5 separate regions of the Mus musculus genome follow, and all the other regions are linked to region 1. A link is a contact called in public HiChIP or PLAC-seq data. All regions are on one chromosome and are shown on one strand. Each heading gives the region's core, a stretch centred on a gene start, on an enhancer-like site or on the middle of the called end of the contact. The rest is flanking DNA. Distances are from core to core; before and after follow the strand shown. Region 1 holds the start of Poc1b (POC1 centriolar protein B). Region 2 has its middle 49 kb from the start of Gm35437. Region 3 has its middle 43 kb from the start of Gm34297. Region 4 has its middle 22 kb from the start of Gm34297. Region 5 overlaps Gm34297 (a long non-coding RNA gene).

Region 1 (4,260 bases), core at 503-3,002:
ATAACGGAGGTGGTGGGGAGCGACCTGTAGTGGAACTTCTTGGCTTTACACTCATACATTCTTTTATCCTCTATGTGGCGGTGCAGGGAGATCCTGTCACTGAGGTAAATGTTGATGGCATATCTCTCAATAAGTTCTTCTTGCTGCTTCAGTTCCCCCTCGTTGAGCTGGAGTTTGCTTGCTCTCCCCCATTCCCCAAGAGCATGGGAATCTGCAGGGGGCTTTATATAAAGAGGCTGAGACAAATCCTCTTCCCTTGTATCAAGGTCCGGGAGCCGCCTTGGCCCCAGCTCCCTGGCACCGCCGGCTCCTGGAGAGGCATACAAAGTGGAGACTGAGAACTCCACCAGAATATAAGCCAGTGTTAAAAGGGCCAGCAGCAGGCAGCTCTTGCCTGCCCAGGTCCACCTCACGGCCATCCGGATCCTCACGGGTCGTGTGTAGACGCGGCCACCGAGCCAGCACGCGGGGAAAGCGCCGCGGATCCTGAAGCTGGAGTTCCCGGCTCAGGTAGGGGCGAACTTCCGAGAAGGTTCCTCCTTTCATGTAGGCGCTCGGCTCCTTTCCGACACCGGAGTTTCCCAGGGGTCACTTGAGACCCCCTCGCTCCCCGGCCTCTGGTGGTGCTCAACTGGTCGGTCCCCACTTCCTCCTGCTCGTCTCAGAACTTTTCACAAACTCTCCAGCCAATACTCCACCCTCCTCGGGCCGATCACAAACCCCTCCCCTTCCCACTCACTCCTCCTGGTGGTTAGTTCACGAAAGTTGTCTGTCAGGCCGGGACCAGTCGAGTCCTTACCCAGCAAAGACCCAGGGACCCAGAGTGGCCGGGTACATCCCATCGCGCCTGGCTCACTCAGGCAGGGATGGAAGAAAGGCTTTCTGCCAAGTGAGCTTTGGTTACTGTCAGAAAAGGAAAGAAGAAAGAAAGGAAAAACAAAAACAAAAACAACTTACCAATTTGTTTGCAGTTGGGGCTGAAGTCAGCGGAGGTGATGGCAGCTTTGTGACCTTTAAAAGAACGTTCCAGAATCGGATCCTCCTAGGATGGAAAGTTGTTAGGTTTGAAAGCAGGTGCAGAATTCCAGCTCTCGACATCAGACGTCAACGTTGCCTGTCCCCCGGGATCGAAGAGGAGGACCCCGCAGCATCAGCGGGCAGCGAGAGAGGCGTGGGCATTACAACCCGGCTGAGAGGCTCGGGCACTGCCCCAGCTTCCATCCGGAGGGGTCCCCACCATCGGGAGGAACCCCCAGCCCAGGCACCAGGGCGAGCCGCCGAGGGACCCGCCCACCGCACCGAGCTGCAGATGCTCGCCGAAGCCTCCCGCGCTCTTTAAACCTCCCTGGTGATTCTGACGCAGGCGCGCCGCGGGAACCCAGCCGGCGAGTCCCGGAGCCAGCTCCGCCTCAGCCCCGAGCGCCGGGATCTCTCCGGGAGCAGCGCTCACCGCTCAACCCGGGCACGGCGTCCCGCTCCGGGGAGGTGAGCGAGCTGCGGAGCTCCGGGTCTCGGGGCTACCTCCCAGGCCTGCCAGACTCGGCGTGGTTCCCCTCCTCCCGGTCCCGCCGCCCAAGGATGATCGGCTCCGGTAGCGGCGGGGACCTTACCAGGCCGGAGGCCATGCGGGGAGCGGACGGCGCCCGGGGCCTTGGGGGACCAGGGAGGGGTGGGGACGAGGGGGGACCGTGCGGCGCCCGGAACCGTCAGACTGGAGTGCGGGCGCTTCCCGGTCACTACAACAACGGCGGCCCAATCAAAGCCCGCGCTCCAGGCGTGGCCAGACGAGCCCCGAGACGCCGCGCGCGCGCGCGCTGCCGACAGCCGAGAGCCTGGCGGGAGCGCGCCGCGGGGGGTCCGCCGCGCGCGCACACAGCGAGCCCCGCGAGCTTCGGAGGTAGCGGACTACCGGGTTGTTGTCGGGAAGCGGGTTGGGACTTGGAGAGAGAGAGAGATGTGATCGGTGGTGGCGAAGCGGAGGAGAGTCGGTGATCGATGCAATCAGGATTCTATTACACCTTAAAGAGAACGGCGCCCAACTCGGCTACTCCGGAGAGGGGAGCTTGGGTGCACAAGCTAGACAGTAACAGGACGTTGAGCGGGACTAAGTTCCTTGTGTTCAATTACTGGTTTTGCACGTACTATAGATACAAATGCTGGCAGCACATGATGGGTAATATTTTATTCACATGTTCACCCTGTTTTTCTTTATTCAATAGTATTCTATTATCTATTTGATTTATTCTGTTCTCAACCGCTTGTTTGCATATGCCTTATTAAACTCACACACACACCTGAAGTGGTCGGAAGACTTGGAAACTTTAAAGTTTCTAGACCACGTGGTTACAATAACGGTCCCCACTTTAGACTTTTTTTTTTCCCCACACATACTATCATTTGTGCTTCAGCAACAGGGTTTCAAAGCTAGAGAATGTTGTCGGTGGCAGTTTGTACATGGAAGGCCACATTTTGATGCTTCTTCATACCCCTCGACAACAAACAACAGCATTAAACCCTGCCCCGGAGCATAAAAGACTCAGCTGAAAATTACATACGGAACACAACTTCTTGGCAGTGGAATGTCGTGATAAACTGGTAAGGTACATGTTGTGTGTAAATAAAAAGTGTAGTAATTACAGGTTCCCTCGCTGTATTTGCGTTTAGTCTTAACCACTATATAGCAATTATGTAAGTGCAATACCGTATTAGTTTGACACATGGGTGGATGTTAAATATCTGTTATATGTTTGACACCAAGGGCTAAACTTTGTTATAAACAAAACAAACCCCTGAATGCCAACATAGTTCCCTCCCCTCAAGAACTTGGCACTGGGATGTAGCTCAGTTGGAGAGTGCCTAATGAACTAAACCCTTGCTTGTATTCCCAGCGCCCTCATCAACACAACCTGGCATCAGTAACTATAGCCCTGGGGAGGTGGAGGCAGGAGGATCAGAGGCATAAGGTTGTCCTTGGCTATACTGTGAGTTTGATGCCAGTCTAAGCTACATGAACTCTGTTAAGCAAATAAAAAACAGACGACAACCCTGCTGTATTCTACCTTAAGGAGTCTCATGTTTTAGTATAATTGATGCTAGTTGCCAAAGATGCTGATTCAGCATATATGGGGCAGAACCTAGAGCCCTACAGGTATAACAAACTGCTTAGGTTTTGCTATAGGAGTCTTGGCTGTGTACGTGGAAAATGTTGCTCTAATAGAGGAAGGGATGTGTTAAGGGTCTTGCTGTGATGGAGGGCAGTGGTGTAGGTCGGGGATAGAGAATATGGTTAACACAGAAAAACATGGATTTGATCTCCAGCACTCGAACACACAGAGTCAGTCTCCACTTCTCATATGTGTATGAGGCAGAGACAGAATGAAATGAGAATCGGTACCAGCAACCTGTGATTTTGCCATTCTATGTTTCCCTTTTAAAAAAATGTTTAGTTTTGGATGCCAATTAAACATAAAAGTGGTATGGAATTGTGGGAAAAAACAGTACGGCATTTACTCAGAAATGAAATAATTTACTCATGATCCAGCAAGACAGGGACCAAACATCTGTATTCACTAGAGTTTGCAGCCTTAGAAGCAGCAGGCAAAAACGAGAGACAACTAATATCCAGCAAATGAGTGGGTAAATAAAATGTACATAATAGAAATAGCATTTGGCCATAAAAGCAGATGAAATTTTGATACATGCAAGTTATGTGATAATTGTGAACAAATAAATAGGCCACACACACACACACACACACACACACACACACACACACCAAGTTGTGTGATTAGATTTGCATTAGGTCAGCAGAATAAGTGGATGTTTATTTCTTGTATATTTGATCACAGGGAAATACTCCAATGTTAAAACCAGAAATCAAGGCTTTTGGATCTCTCATAGCTACATCTAATATTGGGCATAGCAGATTCAAAGACAGGAGGTTGGAGAGATGAAGTCAAAGAAAAGACAAACGGAGGGTTTTTTTTTTCTAATTGAGTACTATTTTGAAATCTTCAGTTATCACAAACGAGTTGTTAAAGGTAGGCAAGCCGGAAAGCCAGGAGGTAAAGCAGGTTATAAAAGCACCCTTCTTTGTCACTGTAAACCATCCCTGTACCTGTGGTAGGTAGGTATTCCACAGCTACTCACTGAGTTCCTTTTGTATCAGTCCTCTGTTGCCACGATAATGTTGTGTAAGCTATTTAAGGGTCAGTGGCACACAAAACTGGACTGCTGGTTTAGTTCATGAATAGACATGCT
Region 2 (4,260 bases), core at 1,071-3,570, 840 kb before region 1:
TTTTTTTGTTGTTGTTTGTTCGATTGTTTGTTTAACTTACCCTGTGCAGGTTGGGAGAACCCTTATAACTCAAGATTGTTTTGAATTCTGTTCTTATATTGTTTCAAATGTTTTTCTGCTGATCTTGATTATCTATTGATATGGAGTGAAAGTTAGCTAGCATTGTAGTATCATGGTCACTTCCTATTGCTGACAAAGCACAATGTTTTGAATGCCCCACTGACGCTGGCTGCTTTTTGTTTTGTTTGTTGCTCTTGTTTTATTCCTTTGGGTATGAGTACATGGGTTGAAAGATATGCCTATACAGAGATCTCCCTCTGCCAGTCTGATTACTGTGGCCATTGAGAAGGTCTCGCTTACTGTGTCTGCCTGACTCCATTGCTTTTACATCAGTGCTGTGGACTTGAACTAAAATCTGCTTGCTTTTATAACAAGCAAATACTCTTAGCCACTGAACCATGTCCTCTGTCCTTGTTTTGATTCTTTTGTTTAGCATGGATTTAGGTACTGTATTTTGTTTTTAAGTATTTATCTGCTTTTGATCTCTCGCTAATGATTCTAAGCTTTATACTATCAGTTTAGTAATCTCAAATTCATTGACACAGAAAGTATTTCATTAATGAATTACTCTTGGACCCACTGATCCTGGGATGCTGTTCCACTGCTGAGAACTAAGTCAGCTACCTAACTGTCATCTCAGGATATTTCTTTGTTACCTCTGATAGTTCTTTTATCCATAGCTTTGGCCCAACTTTCTTTTACTTGGTTCAGCCTCTAGATTTATACATGCTTAGAGCAGACAGCAACCAATCAACATAAAATTAATCCTAGGTCTTGAGGTGTTTTTGTTTAATAATAATCCAAATTATGTGTGTCAAGTTAATTGCAACAATTGACACAGGTTTTAGGAGTCCCATATTTGTCGTGCTTCAATTCAGTTAATATGAGAGTGCCATTGTCACAGATGCTGTTTCTAATGTGTTGGATGTCGCTTCTAGATGAACAGCAGAGATCCTCTACTCTGTCTCATATGTTTGCATTGCAATTAAGCTTGTAAAATTTCCTCATCCGTTTTCAGTAATACAGCTTCAACCACGCATGCAATACTAAAATTCCAGATTTTCTGCTTGCCTTTTTTATTTCATTGTCGAAACAAAAACAAAGCCACCATAAAACAAAGCCCAAGACTCTTGCTATTCCCATAAGTTTGAAATACTTTCCTTTCCTTCATATCTGCACATAGCTGTGGAATTCTGGTTCTTCCTTCTTTGTGACATTCACAGACCGCCACCTCTTGTATTCTCTTTCCTTCTGCAGTGCGTAAATGAATACATTTTGAGTTTGCAACACCGTCACAGATTCCTAGAAAGAGGGTGATTCATATTCACATAAAGAAGTAAGCATACTTAATTGATACCAATTATTGACTGATTATCATTTTCTTCAAGCGGGGTACTTTTAGCTCGTGAGGAGGAGTGGGCTAATCAGACGCCAGGATTGATTGCATCATTGTGCAGTACGTTTGCTGTCAATGAGTTTTGCTCCGCCCACCCCAGACATCTGCAAATATAGATGAATAAGCAGTTACTTGGTACTGTGGGACTCATCTTAAAACACATTTTAACTTCCACTTTTGTTCTCAATAGGATGCTTACCAAGGATCAAAGACCATTGCTTGCATCAGTTTATACGGATTATAACCCCACATCCCTCATATGACACCGAACCAGTACTATCATGAATTATCATAGAAAGTTTCTTATTTCCAGTACTTATTTAAATAGATCATCTATGGGCGAGGATTTTGTTTGCCAGTGTGTTTTAGAACAGTACAAAGAAAACATGAATGAGTGACTGGGTAAAGAACTATGGCATCTCATTTAATCCCCAAAGTAGAATTAAAACCTTTATTTTTGTTCTCATGGGTTACAAAATTCAAATTCATCCATGTATGGTTCCTGATCTATACTCTAAAAGATTCTCTTACTGAAAATAGCAGTTTCTACATAGTTATCAGAAAAGAGGAAAAATATTGGCTACGTGGAGAAAAAAAAAGGTACAACAAAAAACAAAAACAAAACAAAAACAAAAACAAAAACAAAAAACCCCCTCTAAAAAACAAGAATGGAGAACATCACCTTACATAAGCCTAGGTATTTTTATTCATTAGCATTTGTCAAGATTCCGTCTTTTATCATGTCTTGGCAAGAACTTAGAGTTTATTTTTAAATTTTCTCTCAACACAAGCTACTCCATTGTCTTCTTGTGGTTTTAAGGAAGATTGCCAGTGGGTGTGGTTAGGTTGTCAGAATCAGTCATGTTGTTTACTTCGGCTTTAATTGTGCTCAGACAATGATCTGTTTTACACATTACACCTTGACAAGCTCTGTGTAGGACAGTATATCTCAATGTGGTTAAAAAGAAAAGAGCAGACGCCTAAAAACACTCATCCATTGATTCCTGAGATGCCCAACACAACCGGTCTCACTATCAAATGGCTCACATATCAAATGTTATATCCCTAGTATGTGATATGATAACAGATTTTGTAACATGTTCCCCTGAAGTACTTCACTGCTAATATTTCTGGTTTAGTGTTGTTTCTCAAAATATGCAGAACAATCACTTATAAAGGAAGTGTTGTTGTGTGCTATCCACAGCAGAGGACTTGGCAAAGCTGATGTCTGAGTCACCAATTCAAAACTGGGAGAACTGGTGAAAGTCATATAACGTCTCTGAGGGTTAGTCGATCCATATGCGTAATGAGTCCATGCACTGTCTTCTGCTCTGCAGGACTGCTGGTAGCTTTAGATGGGAGGATGTTTAGGAACCCACCGCATGCCGAGAAAAATATGAATCATTTCTAGTACGACTATGAAAATGCATTGCTCCATTTTCTTTTAACCAATCTGTCTCTCTGCCTCTCTGCCTGTCTTCCTGTCTCTCTGTCTCTCTGTGTGTCTCTCTCATATGTGTGTTGTTGTCTGCCTGTCTCCTCATGTGTAAGTGTGTGTGTGTGTGTGTGTGTGTGTGTGTGTGAGTTCTGCCTGTTTATCTGCCTGTGTGTGTATGTCAGTTTGTATGTCTGTGTATGTGTCTGTCAGTGTCTGTCTGTCTTTCTGTGTCAGTGTCTGTCTGTCTCACTGTGTGTGTTGGTGTCTATCTGTGTGTCTGTCTGTCTGTGTGTCTGTGTGTCTGTCTCTCTGTCTGTCTCTGTGTGTGTTATTTATCCATGCACATACATGTGCACATATACAGGTCTGAAAACAATCACAAACACCAGTCCTTCTTTTTCACTTTGTTCAAAACCTTTCCCTTTGTTTTTCTCTCTATATGCCAGGCAAGCTAGCCCACACCTTCTGGGGATTCTTGTCTCCTCTTTCTGTCTTGCCACCCTGGGAGCTCTGGGGTTATCAAAAAGTGCCAGCTACCTCAGGATAGCTCCTGCCTGAGTTACCTAAGTTCTGAGGATTCAAACTCAGCGCTTCATGTTTGCACAGCACTTTATCCACAGAGTCGCGTGCCCTTCCCACTTCTTTAGTCAATCTATCTGTTCCTCCATTAGTAAACACAGTAAAGGCACTTAATGGTCAGCAGTGTTGTGATATGAAGTTAAGCAGTGGAGTGGGATGCATCCCACAGCTAAAGGTGGCCCTATACTAGTGACTGACTTTGTTATTCCTCAGTTTCCACGTTCACAAAGTGGCCATGCTAGTATTTCCTCCTCATAATGACAACACAAAGATGAAATAATTTCATAAGCATTACGTACTTATAACAATCCACAATATAATATGTCCTTTACGTTAAGTTAGCTATTACTTTTTATTATATATTGATAAAATGGTCCCCAGATATAAAACATGATAGATTAGAAAATAAACAAAAGTCCTGAGGATTAATTTTTAGAAAATTTTGTGTTTAAAATATGAGTAAATATTTCATCAGAGGGCATGTTCTTTACCAAAGACAGATAGTCCTCAGTTTTGTAGAATCCAGCTCTTCCATGGAGGTTACAGACTGGCAGAACAGTGCCCAGTCATTCTCCATTTATTCTCATAACTCGTGCAAGCATGCTTTAGTAACCAGATCTGAGTATTCATTTCTTCCACAGTGTGTGGAGCATGGCAAGTATTCACTACATGTCTGAGTGGATGGAACTCTCAAGCACTGGTGACAGACTGCCTCTCTTTGCTGAGCGGGCCTGGCACACGGAGACTGTCAGTGCCTCTACATCGTCCCTATGGATGCATCACATCA
Region 3 (4,260 bases), core at 983-3,482, 610 kb after region 1:
TAAGGTTTTACTTATATAAAACTTATATATACTTATATATAAGGTTTTACTATAGGAAGCTTCTTTTATTTATCTTGGAAATCAAGACCACAGCTTTACAGGAGTAGAGTTTGAAGAGAACCTGTGAATTCATTCTCTCCAAACACAAGCCCTATATGATCTCATTCCAGGGACAAAAACCTTATGGTCAGCTTTATTGGAAATAACTTTTGCAAAAGATGACCTTTAATCCTAGGTTTTATTACTGTCAAGATCTGCGACTTCATTGTGTGACCTGATTGTGTCCTCCCATGTGACTGACAGTCTATCCCATGTCAAGATGATTTGCACATTCACACAATTGACCCCAAGGAATGAATAACAGATGACTCAGTCCAAACCCATGCCTACTCCTGGAAAATGTGGCTCACGAATGCATTCTTTATTCAGAGATATTTTGTAGCGTTTTATAGGAAGGAGGTCGGCATATTACTTGAGAAAAGATTCATGTCACATTTTGTTTAAAGATTTGTTTCACTATTTCAGAGTCACACTTCAGTAGGCCGGAGTATAATAGCTTTTTCTTGGCCCTTGAAATGATTCCTTCCCTTGTGCTTCTTGGAGAATTGAAATGAGTTGTTCACAGACACCTGTGAGCATTAAGGAAAAATGACCCAGTTCTTGAATAGTGCCAATATTTCCTTCTTAGTCATTCTTATCAGGGTAAGTGGAAGCCATTTCTCTGCAAGAAACTCTACTGAACATTCTTTCTGTCAGGTCACACACTCAAGCCTGATCAGCCTCTGGTTTCACTGAGGCATCTTTATACGGAAGTGTCTCCTTCTTTCTCTCCCACCGGCACTACTACTGTGATAGTTGATCTGTTTTTATTCCATAGAAGTCCGTGTTCCTTTTCACCCCTTACTAGGATCTGTGTGGTTCATCTGGACCCTTACTTTAAGATTTACCATAGGAAGACTGGAGAGGCAGCTCAGCAGTTAAGCACACTTATTGCTCTTGCAGAAGGCCTGGGTTTGGGTCTCAGCTCACGACAACTAGTAACTCCAGCTCTAGGGGATCTGGTGTCCTTTTCTGGCCTCACTGGCACCAAGCACACATGTGGTGCACATATGCACATGGAGGCACTGATGCATGGGCATAAAATAAAAATATTAAATCCTTAAAAAACCCTTTACACTGAAGATACCCAGTCTAGTGCTGAAAAATAGATATAAGTACGACGGTAACAATGACTAATAAAAACTGAGACCACGAATTTGAAAGAAAGCAAGGGAGAGTATGTGGGAGGGTTTGGAGGAAGAAAAGGAGGGAAGAAATCATGTAATTATATCATAATCTAGAGGTAAATATGCAATCTTGGGGCTGAAGGATATGGGTCATTCTGTAAAATGTCTTTTGTGCAAGCCCGAGGCCTGACTTTGGGTGGATGATACTCAAGTAAAAGAAGGTACACAGCTCCTATGTACATAACACAAGTACACACACACACACAATCACACACACACACACACTATACACACACACACTATATACACACACACACACACACATACTAAGAATAAATAGGTAGCTTAAGGTCATTTGAACACAGAGTAGCTAACCTAAGACTGGTTGCTACATATGCCAGATATGGTTGTAATTTTTTACACATATTAACCCACTTAAACTACAATATTTTCCAGAAAAATGTGTTACGAATACCTCCATTTACAAGTGGAGAAACCAAGGAAGAACAGGGTTTCATAATATGTTAAAAGTTTCCTAGGTAGTATATTGTAAACCAGGTCAGGTCCATATATATATGTATATAATATATTATATGTATATTTGTAAAATTTGCAAGACTTGAAAGGCATGTTTTCAAGAAACACTGATTAATACAGTCTACTCCATAGACAATATGTTGTGCTAGTCTTTGGAATTTCATTAATCTGAAAATTTCTATATAAAGACCATTAAAATTTGTAGTTTCTTTTCATGGAAAGAAAAAAAAAAGAGACAAATCTACAAAACCATTTTCTCTCTAATTGAGCTCAAATCAGCAGCCATACATCCTAAAAGTGTTAAGTTATGTTATTTTTGAGAAATGATGTGACATGCCCTAGATTTCAAATGCAGATGCTGCAGACAACCGAGTAAATTTCTGAATCAAAATCGCTATATAGGACATTAACAGGCAGGAACTGGGGTGGAGAGGCAGTACCCAGCTCTGTGGTTGGGATCCTGTCTGGAATACTGCCACCTAGCGATGCTAGTCCGTCATCTGCCCCCTCTTCGGAAGAATGCTCCTCACTGTGGCTTCTTCCCCCCTTCGCAGATATCCTAGTAACGGATTGTTCCTGCAGGGTTTTAAGGCCACCCACCCATGCTTTATAAACATAATTTACAAAGGAGGACAGACCGGTAGGATTGTGAAAGAGAGGGAGATGAACAGCAGAGGATTTATCAAGAACTCGTAAGCGCCCAACAGTCATGTAGATTGAAGAGAGGAGAAAAGCATGGAAATTAAGAATAACGGAAATAGGGTGAATAAAAAAATATTCGAAGAGAAGACGAGATGAGGAGGGATTTCTTCTTGTTGTTGTCTTGTTGTAAAATGAGAAATAGAAGTTAAAAAGTGGAATTATGAAGTTAGTAAACAAACAAACAAACAAACAAAAAAACCATAGGGACAAATACCAGTACGTATAAAGAATGACAGAAGAAAGCAGCCGAATAAACTTAGCTATTAATGAGAAGACTTGAAGGTCTCTTTTTAAAAAACAATAAAAGCAAAGTGTCACATTGGTTTCTCTTAAGTATAGTTGAACATTTCCAGTATCCTAGAGGAAGAAGTCATTTCTCTTGCTGTCTCCCCTGTGTAATGCTAATGGCCTTGTTGGATCTTGCCACTTGCTTCATTAAAATACTGGACACCTTTTGTGCTCTTGAGTTGCTGTAGAATCCACACACAGAACCCAGGGAGCATAGGGCAGCCCATCCCGAGAATTTATTTAGGGAGTTCTGGTTTTCTAGCATTCTTTGTAATGCTACTAAGCAGCTAGCCATATTTTGGGAATATACATTGAGGAAGATTATCAACTTTTAGTTATTTTTGTAATTCAAATCAGGGTCACTAATATATAAAAATGACAGCAATAGTGGTTGTGATAATATATTTCTCTGTTCATGTTTTAGAAAACACGTAACTCCACATTATCTTCTGTTCTCTGAACAGCCACATTGTTCAGTCATGGCTAGGGGAACCAGTCTCTTTTCTAGCCACGACATTTGAGCTTCGAGTATAGAGGACCTCTCCAAAGTTCTTACTTACTAAATGCCTTTTTATAGGATCACAAAACTGGGAAATAATGTTTTATTTTCCCGTAAAATTCAATAATGCTTGAAAATGACATGCATGACGCTGGGAAAGAGGCATTGTTACCTCCTACATGGCTGGGAATGTCTCTGGAGGAGGCCTGCTTGCTGCCCTCTAAGTTATTTCATGCATTAGAAGTTTTCTCTTTGGACCGTAGGAGCTGAGAAGGAACACATTCTTCTATGGTAAGATTCGGTTTATTACCCTTTCCAGTGTTATATCTGTGTGTACTTATAATTAAAGTACATCGGTCATATAACTATTTGAATGTCTTGTCTGACAAAATAAAAACCTGGCAGGGATAGAGGATAGGCCAGATATTGAAAGAAGCTTCATTGATAAGTTCTTTGAAATGGCACATTGAAAAGAGTCCATTCTTTCAACTATTGAATCAAAACGTGATTTGTTATCAACGTGGTGTCAAGTCGTATATGCTAAGTGTTGAGGACAGAAGCTGGACACCACCCTGTTCTTATAAAAGGTCTAGCTTCGACGTGAATGCAGGAATATCCATCCACTTAGCTTTTATGCCACAAAGGCTACTTACAACCACCCACGGATGACTCCAGGTCAGAATTACCTTTGTTCTAGTTCAGATGAAAGTAGCCCTATGGCAGATCCTCCAGTAGGGGACATCTCCCTAACCTCTACAATTGAAAACTAGGACACTTACCTTTGGTTTTCAAAGGAGTACTGTTTGACTTCTATCAACTTGCTTTTAGTGTGAACCAGAAAAAAAATGACCTAGTTGACTGGTTTAACCAAAAATAGATTGAAACAGTCATGTAAATTTATAGGAAAAATTTTGGTCAGTTCAACTTGCTTTTCCCAGACTCTGTCTCTCAGAGCAGCAACCGTCAGTCACATGTCCCAACTTTGTAGATGAGAAAACTGCTGTATAG
Region 4 (4,260 bases), core at 867-3,366, 590 kb after region 1:
TAAACTGCCATGGGTGTACTTGGTAAGGTCCTATGTCCAATACAACTTCGTGTGGCTTGTTTTTTTTGTCACAGCCTTAGTAAATGGCCAGAGAGCTGGAATTTGGTTTCTTTCCCACAACCTTTTTCTCCTCAGTCCTGTTTAATCTCAAAAAGTGATCAGCACAGGCTACTTGCTTGGTTGCAGACTTTTATTTTTGGAAATTCTGCTTGAGCTATCTTCGTGGGCAAAGGAGTGAGAAGGGGTGTTGTTTCAGTGGTTTTAATCTGTGGATTAGATGGGCAGCTCTGTTACTAGGATGGTCTGAAACATGCATACTTGTACATACTTCATGGTTGAATACCAGTGGTTGCTGTGATGAACCATGAACATCTATCTTAACTAAGAGTCTCTGGAAACTCTTGCACAAATGACCCATTGAATCCCAGTAGTCCTATTCCATGTTTCTGTGCTACCCCTGACCCTTCCTTCTGGCATTGCTTTTAGAGTAACAGTGGTCTTCTAGAGAGGAGTTGCCAAACACATGACCAAAGGAAAAAAGGAGGAAGGGCTCTTGTTAAAGAATTTTCTGATGTTAGTTTTTCTAAAGAGTTGGTATGGTTAGATGCACTGGATAGATTGCACTTTAAAAAGTAACATTTAAAACTAACATGGGGGAGTGGGGATACCTCTGACTCTCTTGCCTGCTCTTGGGACCCTTTTCCTCCTACTCTGTTGCCTCACCCAGACTTGATATGAGGGTTTGTACCTAGTCTCAATGCTTCTTGCTATGAGGTGTTTGGTTGACATCCCTGGGAGGCCTGCACTTTTCTGAAGGGACATAAAGGAGGGAAGGTAGTGGGGGGTTGGAAGAGAAAGGGAAGGTTGTGGTAAGGATGTATTATATGAGAGAAGAAAAAAAAAGCCTTTAACAAATACATATTGATATATTCATATTATATTTCAAGATTGCTAGAGTTTGATCTTAAATGTCCTCCCAGAGACTGCTTATTAGAGGGCAGTCCAGAGGGAAGTGCTATTAAGAAGAGATAAAACAATACAGCCACAGACTTGTCTTAGTTAGGGTTTTACTCCTGTGAACAGACAGCATGACCAAGGCAACTCATAAGGACAACATCTAATTGGGGCTGGCTTACAGGTTCAGAGGTTCAGTCCATTATCACTGAGGGGAGAGTATGGCAACATCCAGGCAGGCATGGTGCAGGAGGAGCTGAGAGTTCTACATCTTCATCCGGACACTGCTAGCAGAATACTGACTTCCAAGCAGCTAGGATGAGGATCTTAAAGCCCACACCCACTGACACACCTGCTCCAACAAGGCCACACTGACTCCAACAGGGCCATATCTTCTATTAGTGCCACTCCCTGGGCTGAGCATGTGCAAACTATAACAACTCCTCTTTGGTTTTGCTTCCTGGTTAAAAAAGTTTTCTACTGCAGTATGCCCTCCACAGTGCACTGACTTCCTACCCACCCAAAATTAATGAGCCCTATTGATCGTGGACTGGATTGTGCAAAGATGTGAGCCCAAATAAAAGTTTCCTTTTTATATGTTGACTATCTCAGGAATTTGTTACAGCAATAGAAATCCAATTAACACAATGATCGGGGTTTAAATAGAAAAAAAATATTGGTGGGACTTCTTATATAGAGGTGTCGGGTGCATTGGGTAAAAATGCCAGTTTCTCAGAATACTTCCCTCTGAAGTTGCCAGTTCACCTTGAGACTAGATTTCTTAGCACATCCAAGCCATACCCTGAGGAACTCTGAGATTTACTTGTCTGTAGCAATTTATTGGTTACTTAGTTTTGAGCTGGTAATATTTAACATGTTGAGAAGAAATTCGTTTCCTTTCCCATTATGACAGAATCTCTCACTCTCTGCAAGATGAAAAAAAAACCTAAGCCAGGAATTTATTTCTCTGCTATTCAATATTTCCTTTAAAATATTCAAAGAGCAGACAGATTGTGGATGTTGAAAGATAAGTTAATTTTTCATTAGTTCTTCTGTCATCCTCTGCTTTCCTTCTCTGTGGTTGTTTCCTTCTTGTTTGGCTCAGCACTGTCACAGCCTTCTCCCTGGAACTGAAAGAGGAAGATCTATAACATTATATTTCCACCCCCATGTCAGAACCTGACCACACGCTTTCTGAGTTATATAACTGTGTAAGCTGGATACTTTATTGACTAACTCTATTACTTCAAAATACCATTCCATTTCAGTCCTCTTAAGATCAAAAGAAGGAATTAAGTAAGGCAATGTTTAAAGTGACTTCAGTACTCTGTGCCCCTATAAAGTGACAAATCCCGAATTCTCTCTCTACAGTGTACCAAAAGCAGGTAAGGAACGAACAGCATGGTGCACCCATAGAGTCCTGCACCCAACATAGGTTCACGCTTGTTTGTTCACCAACCCTGTTTAATGGACAGAGATCAGGTCTTTGATTTCTTTTCCACATGCTTTTTTTTTTTTTCTTTTTTCCAGTACTCAATCCTCTTTATCTAAGAAGGCGATCAGCACAGACAAGTTGCTCGGTTGCAGACTTTTATATTTGGAAAAATCTGCTTGAGTCATCCTGGTGGGTAGTGGAGTGAGAAGGAGGGCTCATTCAATGGTCTTAATCTGTGAATTTGGGTGTGCAGCACTATTAGAATTATCAGAGGATTCAAAGAAATCAGCCTTTCCCAATGATACGGCTTGCTACTGCGGGGAGTGACAATGTTGGTGAAGCTTGCTCAAGTCACACAGCTGGTAAGCGTGAGATGCTGCTCCGTCACCCAGGACTGTGATGTCAACACTTGCTGAGCCATCCCGTAGCCTCATCATATCTTTTTCTCTGGGCTTCCACCATATTTTAATCCTTTTGCTGGCATAGGACCTGTGTTATATTGCTGTTTGCGTGCTTAGCCTCCAGAATGAGATACAGTACGTAATATTTATTTAAAACACATAGTTTTTAGTCAAATATTTAAATGTGATTATGTGTCTCTACTTATTGCAAGGGGTTGTGTGCTTCTTAAGTGATGGGTAGGCTTTTGTAAGTTGTAATGTCCCTTAGCACTCTGACAAGAACTAGAGGCTTCTCAAATGCACTTGAGTGCTGTTTGTATATTGTTCGTTATCACCAACCTGGAGTCATATTCTCCCTGTTTTTTCTAGGTCATTTCTATTTCTCTTCCTTTTTCCCTTCTCTACTTTCTATTTCCTTATCTTTCATACTTCATATTAATGATTTCCATGTCATTCTTCTGCAGGGCTTCTTCTCTTTGCTTGCTTATTAAAAAGCATTGTGTATAGATAGATCTCAACATGATAGGTACATTTGACACTAAAGGATGTAAGATTAACGTTATATCATATATCACTCATTTTGTGCATGTATAGTGTTGTTTTGAAGAATGAGTAATGACCTAAAACCCTGTGCTGAGCCCTAGAGCACATTAACACCTTAATATTAACACCTTAATATCTTTCTTTTTAGAGACAAGGTTTCTCTGTGTAGCCCTGGCTCTCCTGGAACTCACTCTGTAGACCAGGCTGGCCTCCAACTCAGAAATCTGCCTGTCTCTGCCTCCCAAGTCCTGGAATTAAAGGCATGTGGCACCACAGCCTGGCTAATTATCTTTCAATATTTAATTCCTGACGAAGACAATGTTCGCAAGAAATGGTGAGCACAGCAGATGTTATTAATTAGTGGTTTAGCATTAATACCAATAAGGAAGGCATAAACACATTTCAAAATCAGGTTTATTGTTTTATCTGTTCTGTGTAAATAGCCCCTTTGTATCATTGTAGCTATAATTTGGGTAGAAAGATTACATCTGATTATACTAGCATCCAACCAAAATTTTACTGTGATGAAATGTGTCTGAATTTTTTTAATAAACCTCTACTTTCATTGTATTTCAAATACATATAATGTTATGAGGGTTTATATTTTAAATGTATATAGTGTTAGGGGATATGGCTTTCAAGTTTGCAGTAGATTTGAAAAGTTAAAAAAGGTGTGATCTGGGTGGGGCAATGTTTGTCTACAGACATTGTGTACAAATGTTTGTCTTCAGAGCACTTAGAAGACTGAAGTCAGTGTATTCAACATGCATGAGACTATCTTGGGGGATATAAAGTGAGTTGCCAGGCAGTCCAGGCAATATAGAAAGATTTTCCTTCATTTACATAAGTGCCACATTCATTTCAGCTTATCTGCTCATTTTGCAATTCTAAAAAATAGAAATGAAAAAACATAGAAATGACTTTTTT
Region 5 (4,260 bases), core at 1,136-3,635, 550 kb after region 1:
ATTGCATAGATTCTTTGCCCCTAATGAATTGATGTTGAAATTCCATTGTTTTCTTAAGGCATACAAATGACTGCTTCCTTCCATTAATTATTGGGATGCATGCTACAATAAAGTACTTAGTATTCAGGGAAATAAAACCCATTACAGAAATGGGAGCATTGAATTATTTTTGTTTAAGATTCTCAGTAATGAGAGGCATAGGTGAAGCTAGGAAGCTGAGACAAAAGGATGGTCCATCTAGAGACTGCCATATCCAGGGATCCATCCCATAATTAGCCTCCAAACAATGACACCATTGCATACACTAGCAAGTGTTTGCTGAAAGGACCCTGATATAGCTGTCTCTTGTGAGACTAGGCCAGGGCCTAGCAAACACATAAGTGGATGCTCACAGTCAGCTATTGGATGGATCACAGGGCCCCCAATGAAGGAGCTAGAGAAAGTATCCAAGGAGCTAAAGAGATCTGCAACCCTGTAGGTGCAACAACATTATGAACTAACCAGTACCCCGGAGCTCTTGACTCTAGCTGCATATGTATCAAAAGATGGCCTAGTCGGCCATCACTGGAAAGAGAGGCCCATTGGACAGGCAAACTTTATATTCCCCAGTACAGGGGAACGCCAGGGCCAAAAAGTGGGAATGGGTAGGTAGGGGAGTAGGGGGGAGGGTATGGGGGACTTTTGGGATAGCATTGGAAATGTAATTGAGGAAAATACGTAATAAAAATATTAAAAAAAAAAAACAAAGGTTCAAATGATCTGATTTAAATTATGATGGCTACGTCTAATTTTAACCTTGCATATCTTTGGCCTTTTCTACTAAGCTGGTTTCCTGGAACACTCAATTGAAGATTCAGGAAATAAGTGGAGAACATATCCCTCATTAAATAACATTGGCTACTGCTCACATACAGTGATCAACCTATGAACCGTCTTCTCAGTTCTTCGCGTTTGTGACATTTGGAAACAATGCTTCCGCCCCTCACTTGCTTTCCAGCAGGTAGTCTAAGAGGATTTGCAGCCCTGTTTGGTTTATGATTCTCATATTATTGACTTTATTCTGTAGAGAGATGAAACACAGCTTCAAATGCAGTGGATGCTGAAGTTAAAGCCCTTCTTATGTCATTTAGAGATTGTTTTTAGATTAAGGATCATTTGACCTTGAGTTACAGCAGTTGCTTTATTATCTGATCATGGTGCTTGCAGTAAGAGCTTGCTAAATGCATTCAGTGCGCTACCTGACTATGTCACTCCAAAGCTTCTTGCCTTAGAAGATCTCACAGCAGGGTTAGAGCCAGGTAAAGAGCTTAAATCAGCAGCTATATTTATCAGCAATAAACAGCAGTCCCTGAAAATAAATGTTCTACCCAGCAAATTAATCTATAAAGCAATGGTTCAATGTTTGTGAATGTAGAGCTGATTTTATGTTTTAAAAATAATCAACCGATATTATGAGAAACCAATTGTCCACTGCTAGAAAAACAGAAACCTCTATAGTTGAAGTTCCTATAAATAGATTGGAAAAGATGATGATATAAAATACCAAATAATATACTTAGACCTAAACTCCACAAATCACAGAAGGGAAAGGATGCCGTAGCAACTTGCACACAGTTGCATAGATGAGGTTACATATGATTTGAAACAAAAGTAAGGTTGTCTAATAAGACTAAGAAGTCTTCAAGCTTGAGTGGAACCATCTAGGACATCAAGACTGATGGTGCATTTATGCTAAGGAGTAGGCCTTGAATGAACTTGAACCTGAAGGTGATTCTTTAAAGTTAAAGGGAGGACAATTCATTACACATTAGGAGTTAATCCTTCAATGTGGCTGTTGAAAGAGCAGAGCTTTAAGATGGGATGACGTAAGCAGCAGAGCTCTCCCACAGCATGGCGTGTCCCTAGGTAGGTTCAGCAGCCAGAATATAAGACAAATTAAAAGGCAATATTAAAAGAATGCATTTTTCTTTTTATAAGGACTTTCTACATTTCATCACTGCTGCCTTTCCTAGCAGATTTTCTAGCAGTGTGTCATAGGTGACTTTTCTGTATTTGTCAACTAAACTGAATTTTAAATAATATTTTTACCAAATGAGGACTAGAGTCTGACCTTGGCTCTGGGCATCATACTAGAGGTAAAATGCCCATGAACTTTGTGGAAAATTTACATAAGACGGGATCAGAGCTTTGATTATGCCACATAGTCACCAATGACACATCTCTGTCCCTGTCTTTCTTTCTATACACAACTGAGAAATTTTCCCAGCTCTGGCAAAAGAAAAAAGATATAAGATGAACATAGATCAAAGAAAGTACTAGGTGTTGTTTTTCTTAAGCACTGATATTCACTAGCCTCTCCTGATAGAGAGCAGTTGTCTGTCTTACAGAAATAGAAAATGACTTCATATTTTTTGATTATCATTCAAGGACAGTATTTTTAGATATTTTCCATACGACCATAGCACATTTATCTCAACAACAGTGAATGGTAATGGACTTAAACAATAGTGTTCAAATTATTGTAATAGAGTTAGACCAGACTCATCCGGACCATGAAAGTAAAGATGTAAAAATAGACTGGTCATAATGCGTGACTCAGCCTCATGAGGGCATGTGCTTCCCAGAGCAGTAATGGGTCTGACCAGATCCATTTCTACCTCCTGCCCAGCAGTGGTCCCTGCTTCTATATATGCTTAGTGACTGATTTCTAACAGAGTACATTTCATTTACAGGATGTATTAGGGAAGACCAAAAAATTATAAAGCCTATTTCTATATGTATGGATGACTGATATTTTAATGCAGGACCCCCGCCCCCTGCCCCCCCCCCGTGTGTGTATGTGTGTGTGTGTATATGTGCACACTCATGCATGTGTGAGAGAGTATTGGAGTATTGAGGATTTGAGCATGTTGGACATCAGAGGATAATCTTCAGTGATGGTTGTCTTATTGGCCAGGTGCTTTGCAACATGGGCCAGGATAGCTGGACCACAGCGCCCAAGGATCTGCCTGTTTCTCCTTCCCATTTTGCTATTGTTAAGATTGCAAGTGCATAGCACCACACTCACCCGTGTTCTCAGTTGAATTCAGGGAACTTAAACTCAGGTCCTCCAGCCCCGGCCGAAGAGAATCTTCAAGGCAGGTGACATCTTGTTAATATGAGGAAATATAAGTGAACTTTATTCAAATGACATTTCTGTAATGCAGTGTGTGCAATTATGATTACAGAACCTTAGAAATCATGGAAATTGTTAGATTTTTTTAAAACTTGATTTACTTTCATTTATGTGTTTGTATGAGTGTATGGCACTTGCATGTGGGTGTTCATGGGGTGCAGAATAGGGCATTGAACCTCCTAGGCCTGGAGTTAGAGGGTCCTGTGAACTGCCTTATGGGTTCTGGAATCTGAACTCAGGACCCTTAGTAGATTATCAAATGTTTGTAACTGCTGAGATGTGTCTCCAGACCCCACACCCCCAGTAAGCACATATTTTTTTCTGACAAAAAAATTAGTCAAGCATAATGAAGAAGCTAGGTGATATATAAATCTGCTATAAAGAAGACAAGGAGGAGTGGACAGTCTTCCACAAACGGTGGGGGAAGAAAAAACCTGACAATGGAGGAACAAATGCTGAGTTCATAAAAGTTTTTTAAAGAGCTGAAAAGAAGGTGCTATAATGTGACTAGAGAGCAAGGAGAATGGACACCAAAGCTGATGTCCACCTGAGGTAAACTGAGATGGATCAAGCCCTTAGAAGACAGTGACTAGCATTACAATTTGAATGTATCATGACCATTCATTTTGAGTTTATGCAACACAGAATAAAAATAGAAGGTTCCCCATGATCCTAGATTGAGGGTAAGGATGAAAAGCAAGACAGTTCTCTAAAATCAAAATAACTGAGAATGTTCTAGCTATTTTACAACTCTGCTTAGAGAAAGGACACACACACACACACACACACACACACACACACACACACACACACACATGGAAATGTCAGTAACTTGACATTATAACCTGAAAGCACTCATACAAATTTCATGTACAAGACAGAGATAAGACCCAGTAAAAACTGGGAAATCTAGAACTATGATTGGTTGAGTCATTTAGAAGTAATCTTTGAAGGGACCATACTCCTATTACAAATAACACAGAGCAAAGGTAGTTAGCTCACTTTCTAAGATCCATGCCTTATTTCTCTAAGATGGCACTGTTTCAGTGACAGACTGCTTAGTCTGGAGGTACATCCAGATAGAG

What was found. HiChIP or PLAC-seq counts read pairs in DNA pulled down with a chosen protein or histone mark.
Region 2: a contact with region 1 is called in an H3K4me3 HiChIP or PLAC-seq map of bone marrow-derived macrophages, with 5 times the contacts expected there. The contact joins the enhancer-like site here to the promoter of Poc1b in region 1. A contact is called at or near these places in 3 of 39 promoter capture datasets (the 3T3-L1 cell line and liver) and 3 of 115 datasets of contacts at active chromatin or transcription factors (bone marrow-derived macrophages, pancreatic cancer cells and stem cell-derived neural progenitor cells).
Region 3: an H3K4me3 HiChIP or PLAC-seq map of bone marrow-derived macrophages shows a contact between it and region 1, with 7 times the contacts expected there. The contact joins the enhancer-like site here to the promoter of Poc1b in region 1. A contact is called at or near these places in 10 of 39 promoter capture datasets (3T3-L1-derived adipocytes, cranial neural crest, embryonic stem cells and 6 more), 4 of 484 Hi-C or Micro-C datasets (B cells, bone marrow-derived macrophages, embryonic stem cells and 1 more), 15 of 115 datasets of contacts at active chromatin or transcription factors (the 230-238 cell line, acute myeloid leukemia, bone marrow-derived macrophages and 9 more) and 3 of 9 other capture datasets (adipose tissue, embryonic stem cells and liver).
Region 4: an H3K4me3 HiChIP or PLAC-seq map of bone marrow-derived macrophages shows a contact between it and region 1, with 5 times the contacts expected there. The contact joins the enhancer-like site here to the promoter of Poc1b in region 1. A contact is called at or near these places in 5 of 39 promoter capture datasets (3T3-L1-derived adipocytes, embryonic stem cells, frontonasal cranial neural crest and 2 more), 1 of 484 Hi-C or Micro-C datasets (bone marrow-derived macrophages), 11 of 115 datasets of contacts at active chromatin or transcription factors (the 230-238 cell line, bone marrow-derived macrophages, embryonic limb bud and 7 more) and 1 of 9 other capture datasets (adipose tissue).
Region 5: an H3K4me3 HiChIP or PLAC-seq map of bone marrow-derived macrophages shows a contact between it and region 1, with 4 times the contacts expected there. The contact joins the enhancer-like site here to the promoter of Poc1b in region 1. A contact is called at or near these places in 9 of 39 promoter capture datasets (the 3T3-L1 cell line, 3T3-L1-derived adipocytes, embryonic stem cells and 3 more), 7 of 115 datasets of contacts at active chromatin or transcription factors (bone marrow-derived macrophages, embryonic stem cells and stem cell-derived neural progenitor cells) and 3 of 9 other capture datasets (adipose tissue, embryonic stem cells and liver).

Annotation. Positions count from the first base shown.
Region 1 is chr10:99,104,574-99,108,833 of GRCm38.p6, reverse strand. It overlaps Poc1b (POC1 centriolar protein B), which reads right to left and starts at 1,752. Exons shown (of 12, transcript NM_027740.7): 1 at 1,611-1,752; 2 at 958-1,042. The coding sequence starts at 1,625. Galnt4 (polypeptide N-acetylgalactosaminyltransferase 4) reads right to left here and starts at 699. Exons shown (of 1, transcript NM_015737.4): 1 at 1-699. The coding sequence starts at 419.
Region 2 is chr10:99,949,946-99,954,205 of GRCm38.p6, reverse strand. No RefSeq gene overlaps it. Among named protein-coding and RNA genes, the nearest start is that of Gm35437, 49 kb to the right of the region's middle. Within about 2 kb of position 2,320, at least 40 of the 459 cell types and tissues checked have an H3K27ac peak or open chromatin away from gene starts, as enhancers often do. A contact at or near this core is called in bone marrow-derived macrophages and pancreatic cancer cells, where this site is marked.
Region 3 is chr10:98,492,538-98,496,797 of GRCm38.p6, reverse strand. No RefSeq gene overlaps it. Among named protein-coding and RNA genes, the nearest start is that of Gm34297, 43 kb to the left of the region's middle. Within about 2 kb of position 2,232, at least 12 of the 459 cell types and tissues checked have an H3K27ac peak or open chromatin away from gene starts, as enhancers often do. A contact at or near this core is called in bone marrow-derived macrophages, where this site is marked.
Region 4 is chr10:98,512,882-98,517,141 of GRCm38.p6, reverse strand. No RefSeq gene overlaps it. Among named protein-coding and RNA genes, the nearest start is that of Gm34297, 22 kb to the left of the region's middle. Within about 2 kb of position 2,116, at least 3 of the 459 cell types and tissues checked have an H3K27ac peak or open chromatin away from gene starts, as enhancers often do. A contact at or near this core is called in bone marrow-derived macrophages, where this site is marked.
Region 5 is chr10:98,552,951-98,557,210 of GRCm38.p6, reverse strand. Gm34297 (a long non-coding RNA gene) reads right to left here. Exons shown (of 4, transcript XR_871988.2): 2 at 3,068-3,148. Among named protein-coding and RNA genes, the nearest start is that of Gm34297, 18 kb to the right of the region's middle. Within about 2 kb of position 2,385, at least 13 of the 459 cell types and tissues checked have an H3K27ac peak or open chromatin away from gene starts, as enhancers often do. A contact at or near this core is called in bone marrow-derived macrophages, where this site is marked.